Regions from separate parts of the Canis lupus genome. Here region 1 is linked to region 2. Evidence: chromatin contacts called from public Hi-C data. All regions are on one chromosome and are shown on one strand. Each heading gives the region's core, a stretch centred on a gene start, on an enhancer-like site or on the middle of the called end of the contact. The rest is flanking DNA. Distances are from core to core; before and after follow the strand shown.

Region 1 (4,681 bases), core at 1,852-4,351, 240 kb before region 2:
TCGCTCTCTTGCTCTCTCTTTCTCTCTGTAAAATAAATAAATAAAATCTTTTTAAAAAAAGATTTATTTATTTATTTATTATTTTATTTATGATATCTCTCTCTATATATAGATCTCTCTCTATATAGATCTATATCTCTCTCTATATATAGATCTATATATAGATATAGATATCTATATCTCTATATCTATATCTATATATAGAGAGAGGCAGAGACACAGGAGGAGGGAGAAGCAGGCTCCATGCCGGGAGCATGATGTGGGAGTCGATCCCGGGACTACAGGATCGCACCCTGGGCCAAAGGCAGGCGCCAAACCGCTGAGCCACCCAGGGATCCTAAATAAAATCTTTTTTAAAAAAGGGTGGGCCCTTATTAAATTTATATATAATTTATATTGTTTGTATGTAAATATAAACTACCTCTGTGTCCCCAATAGCCACAAAATTTCCCCAGAAGCAGCCACTGTTTATTGTGTCACCTTGATCCCCTGGAATAAACCAGGAATAAACACCAGGGTGGGTAGGGGACAGGCTTCCATATCATCAGAGTCACTAAATATTGGGAGTTGGCATTCCAGAGGATCCTGACCAAGATTATTTATTGGCTTCTGAGTGTCTACTCTGTGGCTCGAGATTCCTGGTCAGGTCACTCAAACCAATGCCCCCGACTCCCATAAAGCAGCAGAAATCAGGAAGGTGAGAATCTCAAGTAAATCTCCCTCCTATTTTCTCTCTTTATATCCTGCAGGTAAGAAGGCCCTACTACTTAGAAACCCGAGTGCACTCCGAGTCCCCAGAGGAACATCACTCAACACAGTTGTCCAATTGTGACTGGTTAAAATAGCATGTAAGACTTTGAAAATGGATAGAGAAGACGGACACCTGCAGATAGAACAGAATGACTCAGAAGCATCCAGCATCCCTGCAGATTCGATGTATTTCATGAAAATAAATGAATAAAGATACATAGATACATGACTTGCCCAAGGCCATGTAGCCATTAGCTAGGTCTGGGGCTCAACACTAGGATGCCAGCTGAGCCTGCTGGAAACTTCTGCAGCACAGTATTGTTATCTGGAATGTCTTCCTTCGCTTAGCATGTGTCTGCCAGGACACTGCCTATACTAGAATAAAATGACTTCTTGACTTGTCTGTCTCTCCTACATGACTTCAACTCATGTGACATATTCTTTATTTTCAGCGACTCCCAATAGGATGCAAAGTCTTTTGAGGGCAAGGCTTTTTTCTAACTGATGTGAAATTCACATTAGTGAACCACTGTAAAGCGTACAACTCAGCGGCATTAGGGCCATTCATGTTTTCCAAGCATCATCCCTCTCTAGTTCTAAGACATTTTCATCACCAAAAGGAGACTCGGGTACCGGGGAAGCAATCCTTCCCATTATCCCCTCTAGCTCACACCTGGCAATCACTCATCTATGTTCTGTCTCGTGGGTTTGGCTATTCTGAACACTTCATACAAACGAAGTCCTCCCACATGTGTCTGGCCTCTTAACATGTTTTTGAGATTAACCACTCTGTTGTATGGATCAGTACTTCAGTTCTTTTTATGGGTGAATAATATTCCATGGTATGGATTAGCCACATTTTATTTATCCATTCATTTGCGGACATTTGGGTGTTCCTATCTTTTGGTGTCTGGGACATAGGGCAGGGTTTTTGTTTTTTGTTTTTGTCTACCCCTCCCCCCCTTTTTTTCCCCAGGGCCTAGAATGGAGGAAGGAAAGGTGGGCCAGGTGTTACTAATTTCCATCCTCCCTGATACTAATAGGCATTGCTAAAAGACTTGTAGATCTGAGATCAAAAGAATGAATGACCAGAGAAGCAATTATGGTAGAAGGCACTGTAAGGGAGGAAGGGAGGAACCAGAGAAAAGCTTTCTATTTTCTGCCTTTTGAACTTGAAGAAATGAATCATGATGGCCACAGAGAGACATTTATATGCCTAATTCTCAGGAAGGAGGTTATTTATTAACTGACAACAAAGGCAAAACGATGCATTAAGATGTTGGGAGATTCACAGTAAATCAAAAATAGATGGAGAAGGCAGATCCTACCCAGGGGTCGAGCTCCAGGGAGAAAGTCATTGGAATCCAATTGTTTCCCCCACAGAGGACTTCATTAAATTGCTGAAATTACCAGGAGCCTATTGCAAAAAAAAAAAAAAGAAAGAAAGAAAGAGCGAAGGGAGTAATTTCTCTTTAATTGTTCATGCAATTTGGAAGAAATTAAATTGCAATTACGTCGTTTACTTATGAGGAGACCGAGTGTGAACACCCTGTGGGGACCCCTATCAGCCTTTTGAAAACAAATGGTTTTTTTGCTCAGGAATAGTTCCCTGGGGGCCTCCCGGGTCCTCGGCGGGTTGGGCTACTCTGGCGCGCCCTCTCCTGGCCACGTGCGGAAGGACGGACAATTGCCCTCCTGTTCCCTATCACAAGCAGGAACGGTCCATTTCAGTTGCACAAGGTAGGTGTGCAAATTCATTCACACTCAAACCGGAAAGTCTATCTCAGCATGTGCCACTTGGGGTGCAGGGAGGGCTGTCTAGGTCATCCCACGTTAAACATGGTCATTATAAATTAATTATGAAAAAAAAATAAATTAATTATGATTATGGTTACACTCTCAAGTAGTTCTGAATTATCTGAGTAGGAAAAGTCAGTTTCCCCCCACGTGCTTTCGCACATCCTAGGTGGGATCGCTTGGGTATTTCATAAAATTCCAGAATTTTCCATTTTCCTATATGCATATACAAGCATGTCACCATCTCCCCCTCCCCCAATTGGGATCACAATTTTATGTGCGGCTTGGCACTTTGCTTCTTCCTCAAGCCCCCCTCCCCCTTTTTAAAATATTTTATTTATTTATTCATGAGAGACACACAGAGAGAGGCAGAGACATAGGCAGAGGAAGGAGCAGGCTCCATGCAGGGAGCCCGATGCAGGCCTCGATCCCAGGACCCTGGGATCATGACCTGAGCCAAAGGCAGATGCTCAAGCACTGAGCCACCCAGGTGCCCCTGCTATTTTTTTTAACGGAAGCTCTTTGCCCAAGTTGGGGCTTGCACTAAGGATATGGAGATCAAGAGCCAGACCGGTGCCCCTGCTATTTCTTTTTAATTACAATAGTGCAGCAGCAAATATCCTTGTATATTTACATGTTTTTGCAGGCCCCCATCTGGGCACATTGCTATGTAAATGATAAAGTGGCCATTGAGGACGGTGCTAGAATAAGATGTTCATTTCTATCTTTTTTTTTTTTTTTTTTGGAAGTCTGGGGTTAGAATCGTGCGCGAGAGGTTTGAGAACCCAGTGCTCTTCGACCTTCCTATTTCGAATTCTCCACCACAGCGGCCACTTTACGATCCCAACCTGGAAACTGCGCGCAATCATCTGGTCACATATGATAGGTCGGGACGTGGTCACGTGACCACGCCGGCGGCAAAGGAGGCCGGGAAATGTAGTCTTTCTTTTGGATGACCATGTGGTCAGGAAGGAAGAAGGCTGGAGAGGAGTTATAAGGGGCGAGTAGCCCTCCCGGATCAGCAGCGATAAGGGGGAGCGAGATGAGGCTCCAAAATCAAGAGCTCTCCTTGAGGCGGACGTAACAGGATTTGGTGATTGAATGAATGAGAGGGATGAGAAAAGGGGAAGTAGCTTAGATGACAGCAGGGTTTCTTGTGCTTTAGGGAAACACCCCACCCCAGCGTGTTTTGTGCAGTATCTCCTGCAGCCACCGATCCCTGCCTGTCCTTCCCCCAGAAAATACAAAATCCCTGGTGGTTCTTTTCTTTTACCCAGCTCATTCGGGCTGCTCTCCACCCCCAAATGTACTGCCAGCTGCTGTTTACTTAGGAGATGAAAACTAATTTCGGTTTTAGCTTTAGCATAACCTAATCTCGAAGCAAATCAGCTGCTGCTGCCCAAGAATGAGGGACTTCAGAGTGAAATAGAAATGACTTCTGACTTACAGGGCTCCATGAAGTTATGCCACTGCACAATGCTACTGTGGAGTTAAAAATACTTCCAAAAAATATATATATACTTCCAAAAAGAAAAAAAAAAAGAAAGAAAAGAAAGGAAAGGAAAGAGGAAAGAAAGAAAAGAAAAAAGAAAAGAGAAAAAAGGAAAGGAAAGGAAAGAGGGAAGGGGAGTAGAGGGGAGGAAAAAGAAAAGCTTCCTCTGTAAATTCTGAAAACACCACGTTCAGTATATTTTTCTTCTCTATCCGGGATACCCTTCCTTCCACTCTGCCTCAATATCATCTTTTTTTTTTTTTTTAATATATTTTATTTATCTATTTATTCATGAAACAGAGAGAGGCAGAGGCACAGGCAGAGGGAGAAGCAGACTCCACGCAGGGACTCAATCCCAGGACTCCAGGATCACGCCCTGGGCCAAAGGCAGGCGCTAAACCGCTGAGCCACCCAGGGATTCCCTGCCTCAATATCATCTTATCAGTGACAAGTGGTTGATCTCCCCTTGAGCCCCCCCCCCCCGCCCCCCCACGTCAACCTCCTCAGAGTCACTGTTCTCTTTACCACTTTTGTCTTCAGCGCAGCACCTTATTTACAGTCTGACAAATAATAGGTTTACTTGGCAGGTGTTTTTTTTTTTTATATGTCCTCACCCCTTTAGAATATTGCAAGCTCCATGAG
Region 2 (4,047 bases), core at 1,081-3,580:
TACTCCTATCTAAAAACATATTAATGGGAAGGAACTTTAAGACAAGCCAATACTCATTTAAAAAAAAAAAAAACAAAAACACATTTAATGAGAAATAGCAAGGGACTGAGTACACAGGATGAGTTCAAACACACAGCTGACTTCTGATGGACAGCACTATATTTCTGTTAAAAACATACTAAACAGGGGGATCCCTGGGTGGCTCAGTGGTTTAGCACCTGCCTTTGGCCCAGGGCGCGATCCTGGAGTCCCGAGATCGAGTCCCACGTTGGGCTCCTGGCGTGGAGCCTGCCTCTCCCTCTGCCTGTGTCTCTGCCTCTCTCTCTTTCTATGTCTATCATAAATAAATAAAATCTTCAAAAAAAAAAAAAAACCATACTAAATAGTTCCCTAGCACTGCACCACTTTCCCAGATTCAGGCACCTAATAGATGATGTTTTGTGGGGTGTGTGGAAGATTGGGTATTGAAATATTTGCCATTTCTACCTTTTCACAATCTCTACAAGGTATCTTTAAAAATTATGGGATGTTTGGTGCACCTGGCTGGTTCAGTTGGTAGAGCATGTGACTCTTGATCTCAGGGTTGTTGGTTCAAACCCCATGTTGGGGGTAGAGATTACCGAAAAAGAAAAATCAAGGAAGGGAGAAGGGAAGGAACAGAGGGAGAGAGGGGTAGGAAGGAAAGAAAGAAAAGAAAAGATGTTTTCTGTCTTTAACACTAACCTTGGGCAAATCAGAATCACCATTTCTTATATATAAAATTGGCAATAATCATCAGGTTATTTCCTTCCTAAGGAGACATACAATAGTAACACCTTTCTTACTGAGTTATAACGATAAAATGAGATACAGGAAGCAAAGTAACTTTATAAATGAAAAACAGGGACTCTTATTCTGTTACGCTCACTGGCTCAACAAAAGAACGTTAAAAGTCACGTTTAACAATCCTGAGTTTTGCCTGCATTGTCACACATCTTAAAATTGAGTAAAAATAAAGTTGGGGCTCAGTGCTAAAAGCTCTCAAATGCATTATATCATGTTAGTGCCTTCCCAAAGGGTGAAACACCTAACAATGATGGTACCTAGATTTTGAGCGGTATATCGGAAGATATTAAGTGATTTACGAACATGCATTAAATACACCCATGTAGTAAGAGTTACTTTCTTCTAAATTCCTTTGCAATCTTTTTGATTTCATCAAACAGAATGTCTCAGTTTACAAATACCTTCCTAATACTTGTTTCCAGAGCATTTATTTTTTTGATTACTCTGTTAGGGGCAGGCAATACTGGTTTTCCGTCTTTACCATAAGGATTCCGTTTCCATGAAATTACTGAATTTGAAAACGGAACACCGTCGTAGAAAAAGCACATCTAGTAATCAAAAGTACAAATGGTATTGCTAAAAGGCAAAAAAAGAAAAAAAATCCTTGGGGGGTGGGGGTGACTGGGTGACGGGCACTGAGGGGGGCACTTGACGGGATGAGCACTGGGTGTTATTCTGTATGTTGGCAAATTGAACACCAATAAAAAATAAATTTACAAAAAAATAAATAAATAAAATCTTTAAAAAAAAATCTTTAGGTGGTACACACATGATTTAAATTTGAGAAAAAGACCTCACAACAATTTTCTGGGGCAGCTCTAATGGAAAAAAAAAAAAAAAAGGTTGGAGAAGGACCGGAGATCCTAACCCATCTCCCTAATCCGAATTCTAAGCTTCCTCCACCCCCCTGGTGCTTCTCTAGCTTTAGAGAGCAAGCAAGTCATTCGAGGGTCTTGTTAAAATGCAGACAAGGGGACCCCGTAGGTCAGGGGTGCGACCTTTGAACCTACGCTTCTACCAAGCCCACGCCGCCGGCCGCACGACCGCAACGCGGACTCTGCACTTTCCAGGTCGCCACCTGTCCTCCGCCCGGAACGCCGACCGCCACCGCAAGGACCGCCCAGCACAGGTACACAATGACGTCATCGCCCAACGCGCCGCCCAAGCGTCCCGGCGGAACGCCACGCCCCTCCCGCCCCGCCTATCAGCGCCCTCAGGTTCACGCCTCCGTCGCAGCCGGATGACGTTGACGAACGTCGGCCCCCGTGACCTCTTCGGCCCAGGACACCGACGAATTCCCTGGCCCGCCGATTTCCCGCGCATCCGCGTCCGCGCTCCTCTTTTACCTGTGAGAGGCCGCAGGGTGCCCGCGCGCAGCCGCCACAGGGAGCGGACCGCCGCCCGCGCGGCGCAGCTCATTGTTGCGACAAGGTAACCGCTCCCCGGCGCGGAGCGGGCGAAACGTGTGTTGAGCGCAGACTGATGACGCACAGCAGGCGTCAGAGCGACACTGCCCCCCAGTTGCACCGGTGGGAACGCCCCCTAGGCCGCTACTTCCATTTGATTGGTTGGAAAGGGCAAGTGAGAAGACGGTATTGGATGCGACCACCATCAATCACTCAGGACCACGACGATTGTGTAAGAGACTTGGGTTGCTAGGGAGATGAGGATGCTACATGGCTCTTCCCAAGATCCTGCCCCGATGTAAATTCTGGGGGAAAAGGATCACGAAGGGATTCTTTATTGGCGCAGCCACTGTATTTTTTTTCCATTACTAACATGGAAGGAGAGTTTCCTCTATGTATCCTACATCGACTTTAAAATAGCAGAAATTTTAAAAAGTAGAAATTGCGGAATGAAATTAAATTCACCACATGGTCAGTAGTGTCCGTGGTGGGGCTAACAGCCGATTTAAATTTTGTCGTTTTCTCTAGTTTTAGGGTTCGTACAGAGAACATTGATTTTTTGTTTGTTTTCGCTTTATTCTTGGTATGCATCCGTATCGGTGCAGATGGTTTGGGGTGGTATGCAGGGTAATGGAGAGGAGATCCAGCGACGCGGATCCTAACGTGAATACCCAGTGCGTGCGTGTAGGCTCATCACCTCTAACACATGTGCCATTCTGGTGGAGGATATGGAGAATGGGGGTGGCCATGCATGTGTGGGGGCCAAGAGCGTACCGGCATCTCTACCTTCCTCTCAATTTTGCTGTGATTCTAAAACTAACGAAAAAGTCCTATGAAAATATTTTTATTGGATATTTAAAAAATAACACAAATCCCATGATACAACAGCCCTACTTACTTTAAGGGATCTATCTAATAGGAATAATTTTTCAAATGTAGGATATATGAGAAGGGAAAAAAAATCAAAGATGCATACCTGGGAGGATATATAACAAAGCATTTAATATTGGTAACTTTAAAAGGTTGGGATTGTGAGAAGGGGGCTTTCACTTTCTGCTTTACACCCTTGGATTATATATTTTTTCCAAGTTACTATAAAACATTTAATATATACTATAAAATAATTGAGGTGCTAGTTGCTTTCAAACTACTCTAACAAACTACAATAATTTTATTTATTTATTTGTTTATTTATTTTAACAAACTACAATAATTTTAAATTATGGTGAATTATAGTTTCTTAAACCTAAATTCTTAGTGAAAGTGAGGATGATATAACATTCTCACTTTATACTGAGAGTATAAACCTCTCAAAGGCCTTCAAATGTTTTTTTTTTTTTTTCAAATGTTCTTTCTAAACCTTTGTTGTAATCTCACTTCTAGGTCTCTGCTCCTAAGAAGAAAAAAAAGTTAATAAAAATTTATAGAAGTCACAGTTATTGTCAGGAAAATTTGAAAACAAAATGTTAAGCAGCAAAGGAATGTTAAAAATTATGACCCATCTGGATATTATATTATGTAGCCAATTGAAATGCTTATAAAGAACTTTTGAAAAACACAGTAAGTGAAAAAGAAATGAGAATACCAACATTTTTTTCTTTCTTTTCATCCCATCCTCCCTCCCTCTGTGATATCTTAAAAAGAATTTGGGAATAGGGTGCCTGGGTGGCTCAGTCAGTTAAGCAGCTGCCTTCGGCTCAGGTCATGATCTCAGGGTCCTGGGATTGAGCCCCAGTCTAACTCCCTTAAGTGGGTAGTCTGCTTCTCCCCCCACCCCCACCATTCATGTGGTCTCTCTATCTCTCTAATTAAAAAA

The links. A called contact is a pair of places that touch in the nucleus more often than the background predicts.
Region 1: a contact with region 2 is called in a Hi-C map of skin fibroblasts, with 3 times the contacts expected there. The contact joins the enhancer-like site here to the promoter of COQ7 in region 2. A contact is called at or near these places in 5 of 9 Hi-C or Micro-C datasets (amygdala, blood and skin fibroblasts).

Annotation. Positions count from the first base shown.
Region 1 is chr6:26,388,376-26,393,056 of UU_Cfam_GSD_1.0, reverse strand. It overlaps LOC111096499 (a long non-coding RNA gene), which reads left to right. Exons shown (of 6, transcript XR_005360367.1): 6 at 750-1,147. Among named protein-coding and RNA genes, the nearest start is that of SMG1, 52 kb to the left of the region's middle. Within about 2 kb of position 3,101, at least 8 of the 20 cell types and tissues checked have an H3K27ac peak or open chromatin away from gene starts, as enhancers often do. A contact at or near this core is called in blood, where this site is marked.
Region 2 is chr6:26,150,040-26,154,086 of UU_Cfam_GSD_1.0, reverse strand. It overlaps COQ7 (5-demethoxyubiquinone hydroxylase, mitochondrial), which reads right to left and starts at 2,330. Exons shown (of 6, transcript XM_038540239.1): 1 at 2,172-2,330. The coding sequence starts at 2,244. All of the region lies in intron 16 of TMC7 (transmembrane channel-like protein 7), which reads right to left.